Linked DNA regions of Danio rerio: region 1 is linked to region 2. A link is a contact called in public Hi-C data. All regions are on one chromosome and are shown on one strand. Each heading gives the region's core, a stretch centred on a gene start, on an enhancer-like site or on the middle of the called end of the contact. The rest is flanking DNA. Distances are from core to core; before and after follow the strand shown. Region 1 has its middle 37 kb from the start of mir459. Region 2 holds the start of runx1 (RUNX family transcription factor 1).

The links. A called contact is a pair of places that touch in the nucleus more often than the background predicts.
Region 1: a contact with region 2 is called in a Hi-C map of an unstated tissue, with 4 times the contacts expected there. The contact joins the enhancer-like site here to the promoter of runx1 in region 2. A contact is called at or near these places in 2 of 18 Hi-C or Micro-C datasets (caudal fin and an unstated tissue) and 1 of 4 datasets of contacts at active chromatin or transcription factors (caudal fin).

Annotation. Positions count from the first base shown.
Region 1 is chr1:2,220,061-2,225,442 of GRCz12tu, reverse strand. It overlaps a transcript of runx1 not described here. Among named protein-coding and RNA genes, the nearest start is that of mir459, 37 kb to the left of the region's middle. Within about 2 kb of position 3,177, at least 4 of the 62 cell types and tissues checked have an H3K27ac peak or open chromatin away from gene starts, as enhancers often do.
Region 2 is chr1:2,083,027-2,088,168 of GRCz12tu, reverse strand. It overlaps runx1 (RUNX family transcription factor 1), which reads left to right and starts at 1,329. Exons shown (of 7, transcript NM_131603.3): 1 at 1,329-1,665. The coding sequence starts at 1,638.

The sequences.
Region 1 (5,382 bases), core at 1,928-4,427, 140 kb before region 2:
AGCGATCCCATTTGAAACAAAAATCTCACTTTCCATTTTAAACAAGCTGAAACCCAAAGAACAACGGAGAGAGCGAGATGGAGAGGAGAAACGAGTGAAACAATGTCTCTGTTGGCGCGTCCCAAAGGGAGAAGTGAGACGCTTTTAAGTGCCGTCTCTCTCTTCCTACTGTCTTCCAGCTTTTCATCCTCTTCTCGACTCGCTGACATCCTATCAGGCTCAGCGGCCCGGCAGTCGATAGCCCATTAGTAAATAAGGGATGCATAATTTATTAAATATGCTTCAGATACATATTTCAGCCTTGGGTTACCAGTCATATCTCTTTGAGGAGCTAGGCTTTAATTAGGGTCTCCAGCAGGGGCGTCTCGCTCAAGTGTCTGCGAGAAACGGCACTCTGGACCGGCTCTGGTGACAAGGATGAGGGTGATTTGGTGTAGAGGGACAGTGGAGAATTGGCTCGCTGTCAGAGCGTCCTCTGGTAATAATATACCTGCTCAAACTGACATCTTGGATGCTCGTGTGATACTGCTGTCCAAACTTCTGAACTAGACTAAGCAGCTTGACTTCATGGGTCAACCAGCTCAGTTTTCTAACCAGCATAAGCGGTCTACATTGTTTTTAACAATTATGTTTATGCAACTCAGGTCATTTTTTAACAAGCAAGCAAGCAAGCAAATAAATGCCTAAAAAATAATCAAATAAATAATACATACATTAAGAACTAAATAAATAAAATGTGAACAAATAAATAATAAAGAAATAAATTTACAAATAAATGAAATAAATAAAATGTATACAATCAAATATGTACATACAATACAAACAAACAAATATAAGTAACTGCTTAAATAGATTATATATATAAATACATACCTGCGTTTGTATTCTTTTAGCAAAATAGCAGGTTGTTCATAAATCTGTCATGACCCCTTTATAATCATATCATGACACAATAAATAAATAAATTAATTAATTAAATGTAAACAAACTAACTAAATAAATACATACGTAAATGATAAATACATACATGCATTCATGCATATTTATTTTGATAAAAGAATCTAAAATTTAGAGGTAGCAGGTTCATGAATCATAACACCTTTATAATCATGACATGACACAATAAATACATACACACATACATACTTAAAATGTAAATAAACAAAAAATTAAATGAATAAACAAATAATCAAATACATAAAAATAATAATAAATAAATAAATAAAATGGAAACAAATAAATAAATACATAAAACATGCAATCAAATAAGTACATAAAAATAAAACAAATACATAAGAAACTGCATAAATAAATAATATATAAAAATACACACCTGCTTATTATTTTGCTAAAAGAATATAAAATTCAGAGGTAACAGGTTGTTTATAAATCAGTGATGACACCTTTATGATCATGACATGACACAATAAATAAATAAAATGTAAACAAACAAATACATGAACAAACAAATAGATAAGTGATCAATAAATACATACATGCATATTTGTTTTGCTAAAAGAATATTAAATTCACAGGTAGGTTGTTTGTAAATCTGTTATGAAACCTTTATAATCATGATATGACACAATAAATAAATACATACATGCATTAATAAATGTAAATAAATACATAAACAAACAAATAAATAAAAAATTAAATAAATACACAAAGAAATGATTAAATAAATAAATACAATGGAAACAAATAAAACTTAAACATATGCAATAAAACAAGTGCATGCAAATAAAACAAAAACTTTTCCAGGTTGTTCAAAAATCCTTCATGACACCTTTATAATCAAGACATGACCCAAAAAATGAACAAACAAATAGATAAATGATAAATAAATGCATACATGCATAAATAAAATGCAAATAAATAAATACATTAATAAACAAACAAATAAATAAATACATAAATAAATGTTCAAATGAATAAATAAAATGAAAACAAATAAATACATAAAACATATGCAATCAAATAAGTACATAGAAATAAAACAAATGCATGATGCATAAATAAAAATGTAAAAATGCATACATGCATATGTATTTCAATCTTGACATGATACAAATAAATACATGAATAAAATTTAAATAACCAAATACATATACAAACAAATTAATTAATGCATAGAAACATAGGTATTTTGATGAAATACTATCAAATTCACAGTTAACGGGGTGTTCATAGATCTGCCGTGACACCTTTATGATTATGACATAACACCTGATGAACATGAATGAGATTGTATGCATGCTTATGACTCATTTGCTCAGTTTTTGTCATTTTAAATTCAGTAATGACATTGTTTTAGATGTCTGGTTAGCACTTTTGCCTCATAGCAAGAAGGTTGCTGGTTCGAGTCCTGGCTCGACCAGTTGACATTTCTGTGTGGAGTTTGCATGTTCTCCCCGTGTTGGTGTGGGTTTCCTCCAGGTGCTTCGGTTTCCCCTATACAGTCCAAATTCATGCACTAAAGGGAAATTGTTGGACTAAAATTGGCCATAGTGTAACAGTGTGTGTGTGTGTATGAGTGTGTATGGGTGTTTTCCAGTACTGGGTTCTGGCTGGAAGGGCATCTGCTGGAATCTTTGGTGGTTCATTCTGCTGTGGCAAGCCCTAATAAATAAGGGACTAAGCTGAAGGAAAATGAATAAATGAACTTGACATTACCAAGATCATACAACTTGTCATAAATCTGTTATAAACATGATCTTCATTAGACCATTATAATTGTGTCATAAACATTCATATGATCAGTTTGTTCAGTGGAACAAAATAAATGTTGTTAAAATTTTGTTTGTTATTATTTAGTCAGTTTATTTGTCTTCATTCGTTTATCCAAACAATTGACCAAAGTGCCTTAAAAATAATAATTAAAAAATTATAAATACAAAATAAAACTTAAATTCTATAAATTTGGTTGTTCTAAAAGTTGTTTTATGTTCAGACTTTGTGAGAATCACCTATAACACATTTTTATTTGTAAATATAGGAGGATTTGCTTTTTATATTACTGTGTTATTGCAATATGAATGTTGTAAATTCCTGTATTTGTGCGTTCCGCTTTACGGTTCAGAAATAGGGAAGATCAGACCTCAGCCGGCCCCTTACTTTACACAGTTCCTCATTCAGACCCCTCATTATCAGGCCAGAGCGTCCTGCGTGACCTCTCTGACAACAGCCGCAAGTTTCGAAAGTTATCCATCCATATCTTTTAAAATAGAGTCGATTGACACACATCCTATAGGATAACATTATCAAGGAGAGACAGCAGCTTCTTTTACCACAGTGGCATGTGCACATATTGTACCTTGGGTAATGTGGTTAATTAAAAGCTACAGGGAACACTTTAGAATAATGGTCCATTAGTTAATGTATTTATTAACATTAACTAAGCATGAATAATCTTGTAAAGCATTTAATTATTATAGTTTAACATCAACTAATGCATTATTAAAAATCTAAAGTTGTGCATGTTAACTTTAGTTATTGCACAGCGCATTCAAATGAACTAACTTTATTAACTTAACTAATGTTTACACAGATGAATAAATACTGTAATAATTGTCTTACTAATTGCATTACTAGTTTGTTCATGTTAGTAAATGCATTGACTAATGGACCCTTATTTAAAAGTGTTGCCATGTTCCACAAAGCTTATTATATATAAATATATACAAAAATATGAATAGTTTTCAGCATTATTGATCATCAAATCAGCATATTAGATGATTTCCGAAGGATCATGTGTGACTTAATCACCCTATAAATGATCTTGGTCTTTGTGAGCAGAAGACATGTGGTCAGATGTGGCGTTGCTTGGCTTTTCAAACTTACAGCTGAAGCCAAACTGGATTGACATGAAGCTAGAAAGGTCAAACCACAAACCTCAATCTAATGAGTCAACACAACCTGATGCAGCAGGAGCGTTTTTACCAAAGCAGATGCAGAAAGTCTTGTGTCGAGAGACAATAGGCTGATGGATATACAGTTATTGCACTGTGTTTTGATCTTTGAGATTATTTACAGTGAACTAAATGTTCTTTATGTGAGCAATTCCATGCAAATGTCCACCTCGCCATGAAAAAATAAGTATATTTGATTTATTAAAGTCACACAAGTGGCAATTTCACATTGGTCCTATCCATAATGGAGAGATCTATCCATAACTGAGAGATGTCACATCCATAATGAAGCTTTATCTTCATAAATGCAAAAACGTCAAGTCAAATTAAATGAATCATATTAGTTCTGTAGAGAGCCGACTCTTATCCTTTTGATTAGCATTGCTTTTGGGTTGTGCAGTTTAATTCACTATTTCTACAGAGTGACATCCATATCTCATCTTTCTTTTCCTCATTTAAAGGTGCAGTATGCAAGTTTGACACCCAGTGGTTGAACTAGGTATTGCATTCTTGGATCAAAACAAACTAACCCAGGCTCATTTCGAAAACGTAGTCCCGTGGACGTTTCTGTAGACCGCGAAATACGTCCCGGAAGGTACGTATTTTTGCAGTTTTTGTTTTCGCGAATTCGCAAGAAGCCGCTGTGCGTGCTTTTTTACATCTCAAATGTCTCTCGAGAGCGCGCAGTTCTCATATATGCATATGTTTTTTGAATGTCCAGTTATCAGTACATTTTGGGATAAGGTATTTCAAACTACTTCAGAATTGTGTGAGATGTTCATTCCCAAATACCCTAATATCTGTTTATTGAATGATGATTATGATCTAAACCTAAACAATTCCCAACGCAGGATATTTCATATTGCACTAACTGCAGCCAAGAAAGTTATATTTAAAATATGGCATGAACCCTCATTTCCAGCGAATAAAATGTGGCTTATTGAACTAAAAAATATTGCACTGTTAGAACGTTCCACTGCAAGAATTAACAGAGCTAAACCCCATACAATCAAAGTATGGTCCGATTTTATTGAGAAAATTTCTTATATAATAACTAGTTAATTCTCACCCCAGAGTTTTTTTCTCTTTTTTTTTCTGTGTATTGTTATTCATTTATTATTGTAATGTCTTTATTTTATTATTATTATTATTTGTAATTTCTTTATGTATTTTTATTTAATGCAAACCCTGGCTTGTATATAGTTGTTGCTAGCTATGTATGCTGGCTTTGTTCTGCAATAAATAAATAATAAAAAAAAAAAAGAGAGCGCAGTTCTAGCGTAAACCCACCCTCCTCCTTCCCTGAATCCAACCAATTTTACCGATTGACCCGCCCAGATTGGTTAAAAACCTTTTCTTTAAACCATTGTACATTCTTTAACAATTACAATTACAATTATTAGTTTAGTTTTATTTTACATTAAAAGGTAATAATTTAATAAAGTGTTGTTAATTCTGTTACAGTTTTTTC
Region 2 (5,142 bases), core at 80-2,579:
TATTAGTAATATTGTTTTTATTATATTATTATTATTTATTTATTTTATTTATTAATATTATAATTTATTATTTTTATTTATTATTCCATTAGACAAATTTCTATTTAATTAATTTATTTATTTTGATTTCTTGGAACTTGATATTGTGTCAACTTTTTTGTTTATGATCGTCACTGTTATAATATTTTCATAGTTTTCTGGTAGTTTTATTATTATCTTATTTTATTAATAATATGTGTATATATATATATTAGTTTACTGAACTGTGGTTTGAATGATCAGCATTGCGTCAGTGAGACGAACAGGCTGGCGTTTTGAAGCTTTTCTGCTTGTTCTGCTGATATCATGTTCCTTCTGATAAAAAAATACAAAACAAAATCTGCTGGTACAAAACAATCAGCTATTAGCAAACACAATCCTGCACACTGTTTCCAAACATGTTTATATGATAATACTTTAAATATACACAAATTGAATAAAGATGATAAACATAAATAATTAATAATGATTATACTTTAAGAATATTTGGTGTATTTACTTTATTTCTGAAAGGTTTGGCCGTAAATTAAACAGTGACTGAAGAAATCTAGAAGGAATACAGCTGTTCATCAACATCAGCAAACCTTAATTTTAGTGACACTTTACTATAATAATTATTATTTTTACATTACTGTGAGGGTTAGAGTAGAGGTAGACATTATTAATTAAAAAATAATTGGTAATTTAATATATAATATAAATAATTCTCTGTATAATTATGTTTTTACATTACTGTTAGGGTTGGGGAAGAGGTAGACATTAATAAAATACAATTTAATGGGTAATTTGATGAAAAACACCAATAATACTCTGTTTAATTACTGGTTTACATTACTGTGATGGCTGGGGTTGGTGAAGACGTTAATAAAATACTTTTAAATTATATTTTAATAAATAATAGGAATATTACTTTGTAATAATCACTGTTTTTACATTACTGAGCTGGTTTGGACGTTAATAAAATGCAATTTAATGGGTAATTTAATAATAATACTCGGTATAATTGCTGGTTTTACATTACTGGGATGGCTGAGTTCATTTATTCGATAAATAATTCCCGTTTACTTCAAGCCGCAGCTGTATCCCTTCTAGCAACAACCACGCGCGAGGAATTCCATTGACTGCTTAGACCCATTTCTCCCCCCCAATTCGGTCTGACCTCTGATTGGTCGAGCCCATCGAGGTCTGTCATCGCTATCCAATGATAGCGCTCCAGGGGTTTGGCGTATGCAAATTGGCTGTCCTGGCTGGCGTTCCTGCGCTGCCCATTGCCAGTAAAAGCGCGTCGCTGCCGGAGATTCATTCACAGCGCATCATCTGATCCAGGAACAGCACTTTCTCTCACTGGTCCTTCTTTTTTAGTTTTTTTAACCCAGCTAGTACTTTTGTAGTCAGTTAAAGAAAGCGAAAGTGTTTGCGTCAGGTGCGCGCTCTAACTTTCTAAAGGATACGCGCGTGGCCGATGATGATTTCTGCTGAAAGAGGAACAGCATCTGCGTAAAAACTGATCTGAGTTCAGCCCACTTCACACCGAACAGCAGGGTTGTTAAGAGCTGTGGATCCCCATCCCGAAACTCACGGAGACAAAAACATACCAAATGGTTTTTCTTTGGGACGCCAAATACGGTAAGAGCGCTTCTCAGATCGGGACAGTCACTCGCGCGTTCACGGGGCTATTTTTACGCGTCATGTTTCATCACGTCTGAATGTTTATTACAGTTACTAATCACGAAAACCTGTAACCTCAACCCTAATAATGCGACGTCAAAAGCTGAAATCAGTTCTGTTTGCGTATGATTAAACTGCAGAAATAATTAAACCTGTAACCTCTACCTTTATATTGATGGTAATGTGACATTCATGTTCATCAAAAAACTGTTTACGTAAAAAAGTCAGTTTAAGTTTAGTATTGTTTGCTTATTATTGAACTGTGTAGAGAATAAAACCTGTAACCTCAACCTTATTAATGATGCCATGATTTGTACATTAAAAAGTGTAGTTCTGTTTGCCTGTTATTGAACTGCACAGAAAATGCCAGAATATGAAATGCAAATTGATCAAGAAAGTAGTTCAAAAATAGTATTGCAGTAAAATTGGAAATGAGGAAATTGAATTAATAAATGCATTAACTAACTAAAAAGAGTAATACAATGGAAACTGATGGAGAGATATAATGTGTTATTCAGAAAATGCAGATTAATGAAAACTACAAAATAAAATAATGAAAGTACAAAAAAGTATATTATTTTATTATTTTTTTATGTAGGTATATATTTTCCATGATAAACTTAATCAAATTCCTGAAATTAAAGTGATTTTTTATTACTGTTGGTGAGTTTTTTATATATATCTACAAACCCTAAAAGACCTCAAGAATAACTAAAAACTAAACTAAAAATACCAAAATAATCTCAAACTGTCTTAAAATTTGAGGGGAAAAAAAGAAATATATATATATATAATGTGTATAATATAAACATCTGATATTTAATTATATTTTTTTAAGAATTTTGGTCAGTGTGGATGGTGTAAACAAAATGCCTTGTCACGACAAAAGAAAACCATGAAAAAGAACTGGGATGAAAGATGATATTTTCATCAATTTTATTTATTTATTTATTTTCGTAAATACAATAGGCTATTACATTTCAACCTTTTTATAGAAACTGGTTTTATTCGGGTCAAAAGAACATTCTGTAATGCAAATATTATATTACATGTGAAGTAGTTTGTACATTAAATAAACACGTAGCTGAAGTGATTATTAGTAAGACACTTAAAATAAAACATCAGATTTTGGGACAGATGTGTGTGTGTTTATTTATATATATATATATATATATATATATATATATATATATATATATATATATATATATATATATGTTGTGTATGTATATATATATATATATATATATATATATATATATATATATATATATATATATAATTTAAAGTGGTATGTATATTTAATATTTAATAATTATCTGTTTTTTCTATTTCTTGCAGCTTGAACTTATGTCAACTGTTTTGTTAATTAACATTATTCTTATTTTTTATATAAGCTATTTTTTTATTTTATTATTCAAGTCTTTGTGCACTCAATTGAGTCTGCCGTTTGTTCAGACTACTTATTTAAAATGAGTTAAAGCAACACAATTCTTGATTTTTTTTGTTTTGGGGGGGGGGGGGGTAATTATTTTGTTTATTCCACTTAAATTTGTAAAAAAAAAAAAAAAATGTAAAAAATATACACTAAATATATAGGGTAATAATAAAAATGCCAGAAAAATAACAAAATGATGATAATGATAATGTCAATAAACAAAAAAGTTGGCAAGATCAAGTTCCAAGAAATGAAATTAAATAAATAAGTAAATAAATTCAATTAAAAAATTAGCTTAGGAAATTTTTGGTCAATATATAATAATAATAATAATGTCAATAAACAAAAAAAAGCTGAGTCAATGTATTAAAAAAAAACAAATTAAATAAAAAATTAATTAACTTAATAGAGCAAATTGAATTATTTGTGTTGAACCCACCATTTATTTACAATGTGTTCTCCTAAAATAGTGATTTTTAGTGTAAATGTTTTTAATATTAGACAATTTAGCAGACATTCACTTGTAGATACACTTTTTTATTTACAATCATAAACCTTTTGGCAATTAGACATTTAAACAAGAGAGAAAAACAACCAACAGTCATACAAATAATAATTAAACAAAAGGATTTTCTCCAGCCACACCTGAAAAGAGTGATTATTATAGTTGTGATATTTCTGTTGCTCCTGAATTTCTGCAAATGCACGTCTGCCGCTTTTCCACACCTCATCTCTCTCACACCAACCAGCCATCAACAAACTCCAGTTTTAGCCTGATGTAGTGGTTGTGTTTATATTGGGCTGTGTGTTTGGAGGGAGCGCAGGTTTTGGAGACGGGTTTTAACCGCACTCATGTGGCATCGATTGTGGTTGGCCGAATAACCGCGGGCCGCTGCGATGTCTGACGCTCCTTTTGCCTGTTTTTTTCTCTGCACGGAAGTCCTCCACCGTGGTAACAGCAGTGTTAAACTATCCTTTAAAAAGCAGTGCATGAGCAAAACTGATTCCTACAACCAAAGCATGCTGTGAGCATAGCTAAGCATGAGAAGTAGTGACAATACTGCTAAAAGAGTGATGTGAAGTGAATGAAATAATAAAGCTTGTAAAAGGAGAGCACTGCTGGGATTTTACTATGATTGAATGGTGCTTTCTGGCCCAGTTTAATGTAAAACTGCATTGAAATTGTAAGATAATAATGCTGAATATGTAGAAAACTGCTGAGCAATGCGAGACATTGATGCCTAACTTAATCTTATGTCAGCACTGGAACTCTCTATTAAAATATAGATGTAACATGTAAGCTTTTACTAGCTTTTACTACAATTGAGTAGGTTTTCTGACCTAATGTGATTAAAAATTGCATTAAAAGTACAAAAATAGTGTTGTAATATAATAATAAGTAGGATAATAATGTTGAATACGTCGTTCATTTTACTAGAACTAATTATTTTGCATAGAAAACTACTGAGCAATAGAAGACGTTGCCAGATATTGCACATTTACTCTTGTTTTAGTATTAGCTATATGCATTAAAATGTATATTTTTGAAATGTCTTATGTTTAACAGATGTAACATGTCAGCTTTCTTTGCTTTTACTATGATTGAGTTGTGTTTTCTGGTCATTATTTTATTGAAAATTTCATTGAAAGTAAGATAATAATGTTGTAATATAATCATAAGTAGGATAATTATGGTGTATACAACGTTCATTTTACTACAACAAATTGTTTTGCATTATTTTGGTAGTTTTTTTTTACCCAATGTGATTGAAAATTGCATTAAAAATAAAATAATAATGTTGTAATATAATAATAAGTAGGATGTTAATGTTGAATACATCAATAATTTTACTTGAACTAATTATTTTGCATAAAAAACTGCTGACCAATGCAAGACGTTGCCAGAGATTGCACATTTACTCTTGTTTTAGTATTAGATCTATGCATTAAAATGTATATTTTTAAAATAATATTACATTTATGTTTTGCAGATGTAA